3 separate regions of the Mus musculus genome follow, and regions 2 and 3 are each linked to region 1. A link is a contact called in public HiChIP or PLAC-seq and capture Hi-C data. All regions are on one chromosome and are shown on one strand. The core of a region is the stretch at or near the end of the contact, and the rest is flanking DNA. Distances in the headings are between cores, read along the strand shown. Region 1 holds the start of Gask1b (golgi associated kinase 1B). Region 2 holds the start of Gucy1b1 (guanylate cyclase 1, soluble, beta 1). Region 3 holds the start of Ctso (cathepsin O).

Region 1 (2,599 bases), core at 62-2,561:
GTCCAAATGGGAAACATGGGTGGGGAAAATAATTCAGAGAGAGTGGGGGAAAGGAGAAAACGATCCCAAATCCCCAGCAGCTGCAAATAAGAAGCAAGTGAATCTGTTACCTTGGATGAACTCTAATTTCCTGCTCACAGATGGCAGGGTCCTGTTGAGACCCAGGATCCTGTCCAGGTGGAAGGCGAACACTTCACTCATGTCCAGCGGCTGCTTGAGAAGCCCACAGGGGCTAGGCCCGCAGCCAGGCACAGAGCCTGAGGTGCTCCCTTCCAACACCAGCAAGCGGGTACCACTCTTAGAGATAGGTAGGATGCTAGCCACCTCACTATCAGCCAGGAGGCGCATTCTGCGGATGTCTTCTTTGCTCAGCCATGAGGGGGCGCTCTCGCTATAAATCCTAATGTTGCTCTCTCGGGCCCTAGGCTGCTGCAAGTTTGAACCTCTAGTTCTGACTCCAGGACCACGCAGCACCCTCCAGGGTCGTTCACCAACCTTGGTTAGGTAACCCTGAACATAGCCAGGTACTTCAGCATCTGCTGCCCGTGCAGCTTCCTGCTGTATAAGGGATGGTCTAACCAGCACCTCCTGATCAGGGGCTGCAGATGCCACCGCATACTTCTTCCTGCGCTTGGGTTTCACCGTGCCACGGATATTCGCAGGCTTGCTGCGCTTGGAGCGTAGAGTAATGTACACCACGTTGGGCTGCAAAGTGCTTCCATTGCCCTGCAACTCTGGAGGGGCCAGGGTACCATCCAGGGGAATCTCAGAGAAGGGTACCTTGAAGATGTCGTGACCGTTGGGTGGTCCCCTGTCAGTCGCCTGCCCATGCTGAAAGGAACCTCTGCCCACCTGGCTCACCAGAAAGCCCAGGTAGATGGCACAGGCAGTGCCCAGCAGGAGGTTCCGTCTGGTCCTGGGACGCCGACTACTCCAAAGTTTACACACTCGTGGGGCGCACAGAGAGCAGACAAACCAGTTTACGAGCTGCCCCGGCTTGTCTGGACAGGTCATTTCTCTGCCGCTTCCACATGCTGAACTGAGTTTAAAGTCTGCAGCTGGCTCCGGGTGACATGATTCATGGCTTCCTGAATCCAGCCGTCCAGTCCGCTTCGCTATCTAAGTGGTCTCCAACAGGCAGAGAGGTAAAAGAGAAGGGTCGCTGCTGCGGGTTCTGGGAACGCTTTGTGAACTGGCCACCGCAAGCCTTTTAAACTCCTATCAGCCTTTCCCAGGAGAAAGGAGGGCTGACTCTGGGAATGAATGGAAACAAGAGTTGACTGAATCACTAACTCAACCCATTTCAGTTCCTCTACAAGAGGAAAGAGGCGAGTAACCCTTTCCTTCCACAAATTCTACCAAGTTTGGTGTAAAGTTTAAAATGCGGAAGCAAGATAGGTGTGTGAGTCTGATTTTACTTTAAAGTAATGAAGACAAGCTGCAAAGAGCGTTTGCTAGCTCACAGTTAAAGCCACTACATCTGAGAAGCAAAACTCTTAAAAGTCATCAACCAGGATCCCCTGCAGACCCCCTTTTTGTGATTCAGAAATAAGAAAAGAAATAAATACTTTTTAAGATTTTTATAGACACCCTAACTTTTGTAAGATATATATTACAAAAATATCAAGTAGTGAGTTCATATTTAAACATATTCTCTTAACTAATGTTCCACATTGTTTTCACAATATATTCCATATCTAAAATTGTTATTTAACTACCCCTTGATGTTTATATAGCTTGAAAAGGGTGAGTTCTCTCTCTCTCTCTCTCTCTCTCTCTCTCTCTCTCTCTCTCTCTCACACACACACACACACACACACACACACACACACACAACTTTTTATTCCTTTTCTTTCCACTAAAGAGAGCAAAAATGAAAGAAAAGAATATCTAGGTTTTTTGGTGGGTTTTTTTTTGTTGTTTTTTTTTTTGTTGTTGTTTTTTTTGCCTTTTTCTTCACATTTTTAAATAGAGGGAAAAAGTTGTTTAAGAAGAAAAACAAAACTTTACTTACACAGCTGGCCCCACGCTTAGCTCCAGGAAGAATGGAATTCCTGACTCTAATGCACAGAACTTTGAAAGGCTGAGGCACGTAAGGAGAACATATTTCATGGCCAAGGGTGTTCCACCTTTCAAACATCTCGGCTCAGCCTTAAAAGCTGCCGCCTTCTAACAGCGGAGCAAAATGATTTGTAAACTGGCTGCTGCGCCGTTTTCAGACACGTGAGGTTCTTTTTAAAGATGACTAAAAAAATAAAAAATAAAATTTAATTTTGAATTTCTCCAAACACAGCTCAGACCCAGTTTTCATTCAAACAACTTTCTGCTCCTTTCAGCCCCTGGGAGCCCCCTAGTGTCTCATTTGCTAAGCGACACAGAAATGGCAGCCTTGGGAAGCTGAAGTGATCTGAAGTGTTTTGCTGGAGTTGGCGGAGACCCTGTTGCCAAATAAATACCTTAGAAAAATGAGGAGTGCCCACTGACCCCTGCCTGACCCCACGGAGTTGGGAAGGGGAAACTGGACGCCAGAGTCCAGGGCCTGCAACTTACCTTACATCTGGGCTGTTTGCAGACTAACTCTTGTCTCCCACCAGTTCTC
Region 2 (2,599 bases), core at 29-2,528, 2.2 Mb before region 1:
GAAAGAGAGAGAGGGGGAGGAAGGAAGGAAGAGAGAAAGAAAGAAAGAAAGAAAGAAAGAAAGAAAGAAAGAAAGAAAGAAAGAAAGAGGGAAGGAGAAAGGGAAGGAGGGAAGGAGGGAGGGAGGGAGAAAGACATACTGGAGAGGGATGAAATGTTCACACATTTGTAATGGGCCCTTGGATGGATGGATGGATGGATGGATGGATGGGTGGGTGGGTGGGTGGACTGATGGACAGACAGACAAACAGACAAAACAGAAATACAAGACAAATCTAAAACTTCTGGAATTCTAACTCCTGGGTTGTAATATGGCCTGTCCTGTAAAGTTCACAGACAAGATGGCTTAACGTTTTGCTCACAATTATGTTTGCACATGAAGTATCTATCCTCCAAGAAGATACATGAAGTATCTATCCTCCGAGAAGGTACTTGAGAGCATATTCCCCAGCTGGGAAATACCAGTTTGGAAACTTCTGGAAGCCTTTTTGGAGTTTGTAAGTAGACCACTGTGGGTGTCCTTGGGAACTGTAAGCCTCTACTGGGCCCACCTGTGTGTCTCTGTAATGAACTAAACAGCCTCGGCCATTCTCTCAGCCACCATGGAGTTGGGCTGTTCCACACGCCCCAAAGCAACGGAGACAAAAAAAAAAGCGAAAACAAAAACAAAAAACGATGGATCTCTAAAAACCACAGGCAAAAACATGAATTCTGCTGGTTAATGTCAGGTATTTTGTCTCAATGGCAAAAAGTCTAATGCAGTTGCTAAACCTCTTGTATATTACAAAACATCTTAGTTTGTGCACTTGATTATTAACTTAATTGACTAAAAGTAAAAATGTTAATTTTGTAGGATTAGCTATGTTTGCCAGCTGTTGCTAGGTAAAGCAACAGAGGAAATGTTTATGTGCATAACTACAAAAAACATGACGATGTTAATCAACACTGGGCGCGCGCGCGCGCACACACACACACACACACACACACACACACACACACACACACGCCCAAGCTCTAGGACATTAGAACAGATGTACGAGGATGACAATGACAATACCCCATCCATGCTGGAAGGAGCACAGCTGGTTCTGTTCTATCTGCCTTAAGGCCTCAAAAGAAATGACTTGTCACCAGACTGGGGCGGGAAAATGTTTGAGCACAGTAGCTCTGAGCCCATCTGAATTCCCTCCTCTGTCACTGATTGGCTAAGATATGGGAAGAAACAGCGCCCAGCCTCCTGCGGCTCCACTCGTCATTGGCTGAGAAGAGGTGGCAATCAGAGTTGGCCGAGACTGATGCCCTAGCTTCAGCTCTGTGCTGGTCTGGGAGCACTGTCGCCGCTGTAGTCGCTGTCTGGGTCCCTTCCGCGGTACTCTTGCCTGGAAGCTGCTTCCTAGGCTCCGGGCGCGGACACCATGGTGAGTGCTGTCAGGATGGTCAGCGGAACATCACACCTGAGCGGGTGGACCTTGACTGGCTAGAGAGCTGGCTGAGATGCAGAAACAAGCCCCAGGGCACACAGAGCGGAGGGCCGCGAGGAACAGCGCTTTTGGTGGGAGGTGGGGACATATGATCTGCTGGAGTGCTCCGAGTCTCTGGGTCTGGTTGGGTCCCCACCACTCAACCCCAGCCTCCAACTTCTGGGGATTCTGGGTTCCACGGGCAGGGTGGTGTGGGAAGCTCAGGGCTCAGGTTCCTGAGCTACCCCTGTTGCACCACGGTGACAGGTGAGCAGGGGTAAGAAGATGGGGGAGGGGAAAGGGACGACGAGAATTCAAAGATCCCGCAGAGTCCCCCCTTTTAGAATAGGGTACCCGAAAGCTTATCCTGAAGGCGAATGACAGGTCAGAGGCACCGGGTGGAAGACCGGGTTGCAAGGCGCGGGTCCTTGACCACGGTCTCTCTCTCTGCCCTTCAGTACGGTTTCGTGAACCATGCCCTGGAGCTGCTGGTGATCCGCAATTATGGTCCCGAGGTGTGGGAAGACATCAAGTAAGTGAACAGCCCCGCTCCCAGGGCCGCGCGTTGGCACCGAGCCCGCGCCCGCCCGCTTCCCTGGCTGCTCCCAGCAGGGTCGTGGTGCGCATCCTCCGGTCTCCTCTCCCACGCTCCGAAGCCGGGACCAGGAGAGGAGGGTAGGCCGGGGCGTGGCCGCGTGATCAAGCCCCTTGGGGTCGCTGCGGCCTCTTCACCCGGACTGAGCGTGGGAACACCCAGACAGGCAGAGCACTGTGACTCCCAGGCCAGGTTCAGAGGGTTGGCTAGCTCCCATGCAAGGGGACCTGGGGGCTTCCTGGGCCTCTGCAAGGTCTTAGGATCAGAGGCAGGAAATGAACAGAAGATTCGCTTTCTTTTGCGATTTGCACACCAGGAACACGTAATATGGTTAAATCATTTGGTTATGGTATAGTACACTCAAAGATTATTTCTCCAGTAAGTCATGAGAAACCGATATGTAATAAAGGGACATTTTCCCTTTAACTTGCCCAAATCACCCTTGCTTTGCTGTGTTTTCTTCTGGCAACCCTAGCAGGGCATCCTAGTTTCTGTAGAGCTTTGAGTCTGGTACTCAGATAAGACGAGAAAATAGACTTATCTGA
Region 3 (2,599 bases), core at 69-2,568, 2.0 Mb before region 1:
GATGATAGACTGTCCCTGAAAGTGTGAGCCAAAGTAGACCCTTTTTCACTTTCTTTAAGTTGCTTTTCTTGGCAACCTTGCTTTATTTCAGTAAGGAGAAAAAAAATTATACATTACATTGTTAGCTTTCAATACTCAAGATTAGAAAAAAAAAAACTAGTTGGCCAATAAACACCTTATCAACAACCTGTGACACTGACTACCTCACCCTATTGGAAATCAAGGACAGGTCTCAGTAACACACAGGCCAAGGACACTGAGAAATAGACTGGTAACAAGAAATGAGCTCAAAAGTAACAAAAAGGAGAACTAAAGCACAGCATTTTGATTTGAGTACAACACAAGGGTAGCTGAAGCCAAAGAAGGCCGGACTGAATGAATACTGGAACTTCTCAGGCCAAAGAGGACAAGGAGAACGGGGCAGAGCTATGGGGTTCTATGGAAATTTCAGAAAACATCAGTAAACACTAGTTAAATGGCCTAAGAGCAGCATTCCTGAATTCAGATAGACACTGAGTCGAACAGGTGAGTCCTCCTCTAATAAAATCGTGATGGCATTTTCTTTTTTCTTTTCTTTTTCTTTTTTTTTTTTTCAGATTTAAAAACCTTTCAGAGAGCATTAAGTATAGCAACTGAGGCCAACTGTGAATCTGCATTTCGGTCAGTTCCCCTGGTTACTGGGAAAATCTATCCGTGGTCAGCTAACTTGTCCATTTCAGAATTTTAAGGTTGGAGAGCAATTGAAGGATTATTATGAAAACTTTAAAAAAAGAAATCCGAATTTAAGGCAGTGAAATGTCTCCTGTTCTACATCAGTCTCCACCAAGTCAGAGAGAACTTGATGGTGGTAGACAGTTCCAGGACTGAGAAATCATTAACTTCCAGTTATAGGAGGAGAGAGCCAGTGCCCCCTGCAGGCGGCTTTCTATGCGACAGGTTTGGTGTGGGAAAGGCTTTAGGATTCAGGATACTTCTTCCCCTTAGCTTTGCTTTGGACATCTTTTGGTGCTTTGGGATATAGCACAGAAATCCTTGCCCTGGGGAATCAAACTTTTAGGAGGCAGTTCTACTGGGGAAATGCGCGCTTGGAGCTTGGGTCCCTCCCTAGGAGCCCCGGGGCAGTAGAGGGAGGGAGCTTGGTACCCGCAAGGCGGCGGCCTCCCGCTGGTGGCTCCAAGACCAGGTCCCGGCGACCCCGTGGCGGCCGAGACAGCAGCAACACAGTAGCAAGAGGTTCACCAACTGCGGCTTCATCCCGGTGCCCGAGGTCCACTGTGCCCGGCCCGCTTTCTCTTTCGGTTTCTTGGCTCCGCCCACTGCCTGTGTCCTGTGCACGCCCAGAAGCAGAAAGCTGCTGGGGTCCCAGCTGTTTTGTTTGTTTGGTGCTTCTTGGGATTATTATTGAGCTTTTGTGCTGTTATTGGGCATCTGGGATTTCCCTCTTACTTAATAAGAAAGAGAGCAAAACCTGACTTACACAACAGTATGAAGATACAAACTATTGTGTTTCCTGCTGTCTGAGATTCAGCCCTTCATTTTACTTCCTGCTGTTTAAATTGAATATGTGTTCACTGAGTGTGTGTAAATTGAACTCAGCAGGTTGTATGGGGACGTATAGTGTATGCGAATTTACACACTTCTCTCTATGGATGCGTATAAATACTTGACAAAATTGTTGCTGCACAGAACTGCACAATATCTTGTGGCCATTTCTCCACTTGTAGAAAGCTGCACCCGCTTCCGAAGTTTGTAATGAAATTTAGCTAAGTAATCCTAAACACTTCATTATATGCTGAGCACGTCCTGTGCTTTTCTTTGTTTCACTGTTAAGGTTGCTTTAATTTTTCTTATTATTTTATTATGTTGTTTTCTTCTTGCTTAGCTTACTTCATAATCCATCCACCTCACTTTCTATCCCCAGCTATAATTAACTGACGTAATTTTTAAAAATCTTGTTTCCTTTTACCATGGTGCCGGTATACAGAGTGTAAAAGGAAAAGGGGAACATGTTCAAACCAGTCAATATGTCTGCTCACTCACATCTCAGCTAAAGAGGTTTCCAGTACACTGCCTCAGAGCTCTCCTTTAAGGAGACTGAGTGATTTAAGATCTGAGACCAAATATCACAAATCGCTGGTTACCCTTGGGAGAAGACAGCCAGCTGCTTCTCAGAAGGGCCTATGTACACAAAATGCAAATTATTGTCTTAGAATGAGTCTTTACTCTGTGTTTCTTTTTTACCCCTTCTCTATTGTCCAAAAGCAGATCCTTTGTGGACAAACTGTAACCAGGTTCCCAGAAATCGGAATGTCCTGCATCTTTTGTTTCTTAGCTTCCAACCTGGCGTATATCTGAATAACCATAGTGTTTATTTTCTTGTTCCTTCACTCCCAGGCCTACCTACCCCGACTGCCCTACTTAAAACCCTAACCTTCTCCCCCTCTCCACCCTATTCTTCTAATACTGCCCCCATTGCCTCTGGTGTTCAGTCTGTAGCCTTTTGATCCATAGCACTTTTCTGTAATGCCAGCTTCGTGGGAGCGACAATTTCATTTCTTTAGTCTCTTATGCACCAACAACATATAGTGGGTATTCAATC

What was found. HiChIP or PLAC-seq counts read pairs in DNA pulled down with a chosen protein or histone mark. Capture Hi-C pulls out chosen DNA fragments and counts their contacts.
Region 2: an H3K4me3 HiChIP or PLAC-seq map of embryonic forebrain shows a contact between it and region 1, with 14 times the contacts expected there. The contact joins the promoter of Gucy1b1 here to the promoter of Gask1b in region 1. A contact is called at or near these places in 3 of 39 promoter capture datasets (embryonic stem cells, hippocampal neurons and liver), 1 of 115 datasets of contacts at active chromatin or transcription factors (embryonic forebrain) and 1 of 9 other capture datasets (liver).
Region 3: a capture Hi-C map of macrophages shows a contact between it and region 1, with 7 times the contacts expected there. The contact joins the promoter of Ctso here to the promoter of Gask1b in region 1. A contact is called at or near these places in 13 of 39 promoter capture datasets (the 3T3-L1 cell line, 3T3-L1-derived adipocytes, the C10 cell line and 9 more), 3 of 15 datasets of contacts at CTCF or cohesin (large pre-B cells, pro-B cells and stem cell-derived epiblast-like cells), 40 of 484 Hi-C or Micro-C datasets (B cells, the Ba/F3 cell line, the C2C12 cell line and 21 more), 9 of 115 datasets of contacts at active chromatin or transcription factors (Th17 cells, astrocytes, bone marrow-derived macrophages and 6 more) and 4 of 9 other capture datasets (adipose tissue, embryonic stem cells, liver and 1 more).

What each region holds. Positions count from the first base shown.
Region 1 is chr3:79,884,642-79,887,240 of GRCm38.p6, reverse strand. Gask1b (golgi associated kinase 1B) reads right to left here and starts at 1,311. Exons shown (of 4, transcript NM_133187.3): 1 at 111-1,311. The coding sequence starts at 1,014. Gm36569 (a long non-coding RNA gene) reads left to right here and starts at 435. Exons shown (of 3, transcript XR_375740.1): 1 at 435-1,145.
Region 2 is chr3:82,073,390-82,075,988 of GRCm38.p6, reverse strand. It overlaps Gucy1b1 (guanylate cyclase 1, soluble, beta 1), which reads left to right and starts at 1,278. Exons shown (of 14, transcript NM_017469.4): 1 at 1,278-1,417; 2 at 1,918-1,991. The coding sequence starts at 1,415.
Region 3 is chr3:81,931,320-81,933,918 of GRCm38.p6, reverse strand. It overlaps Ctso (cathepsin O), which reads right to left and starts at 1,318. Exons shown (of 8, transcript NM_177662.3): 1 at 1,144-1,318. The coding sequence starts at 1,254.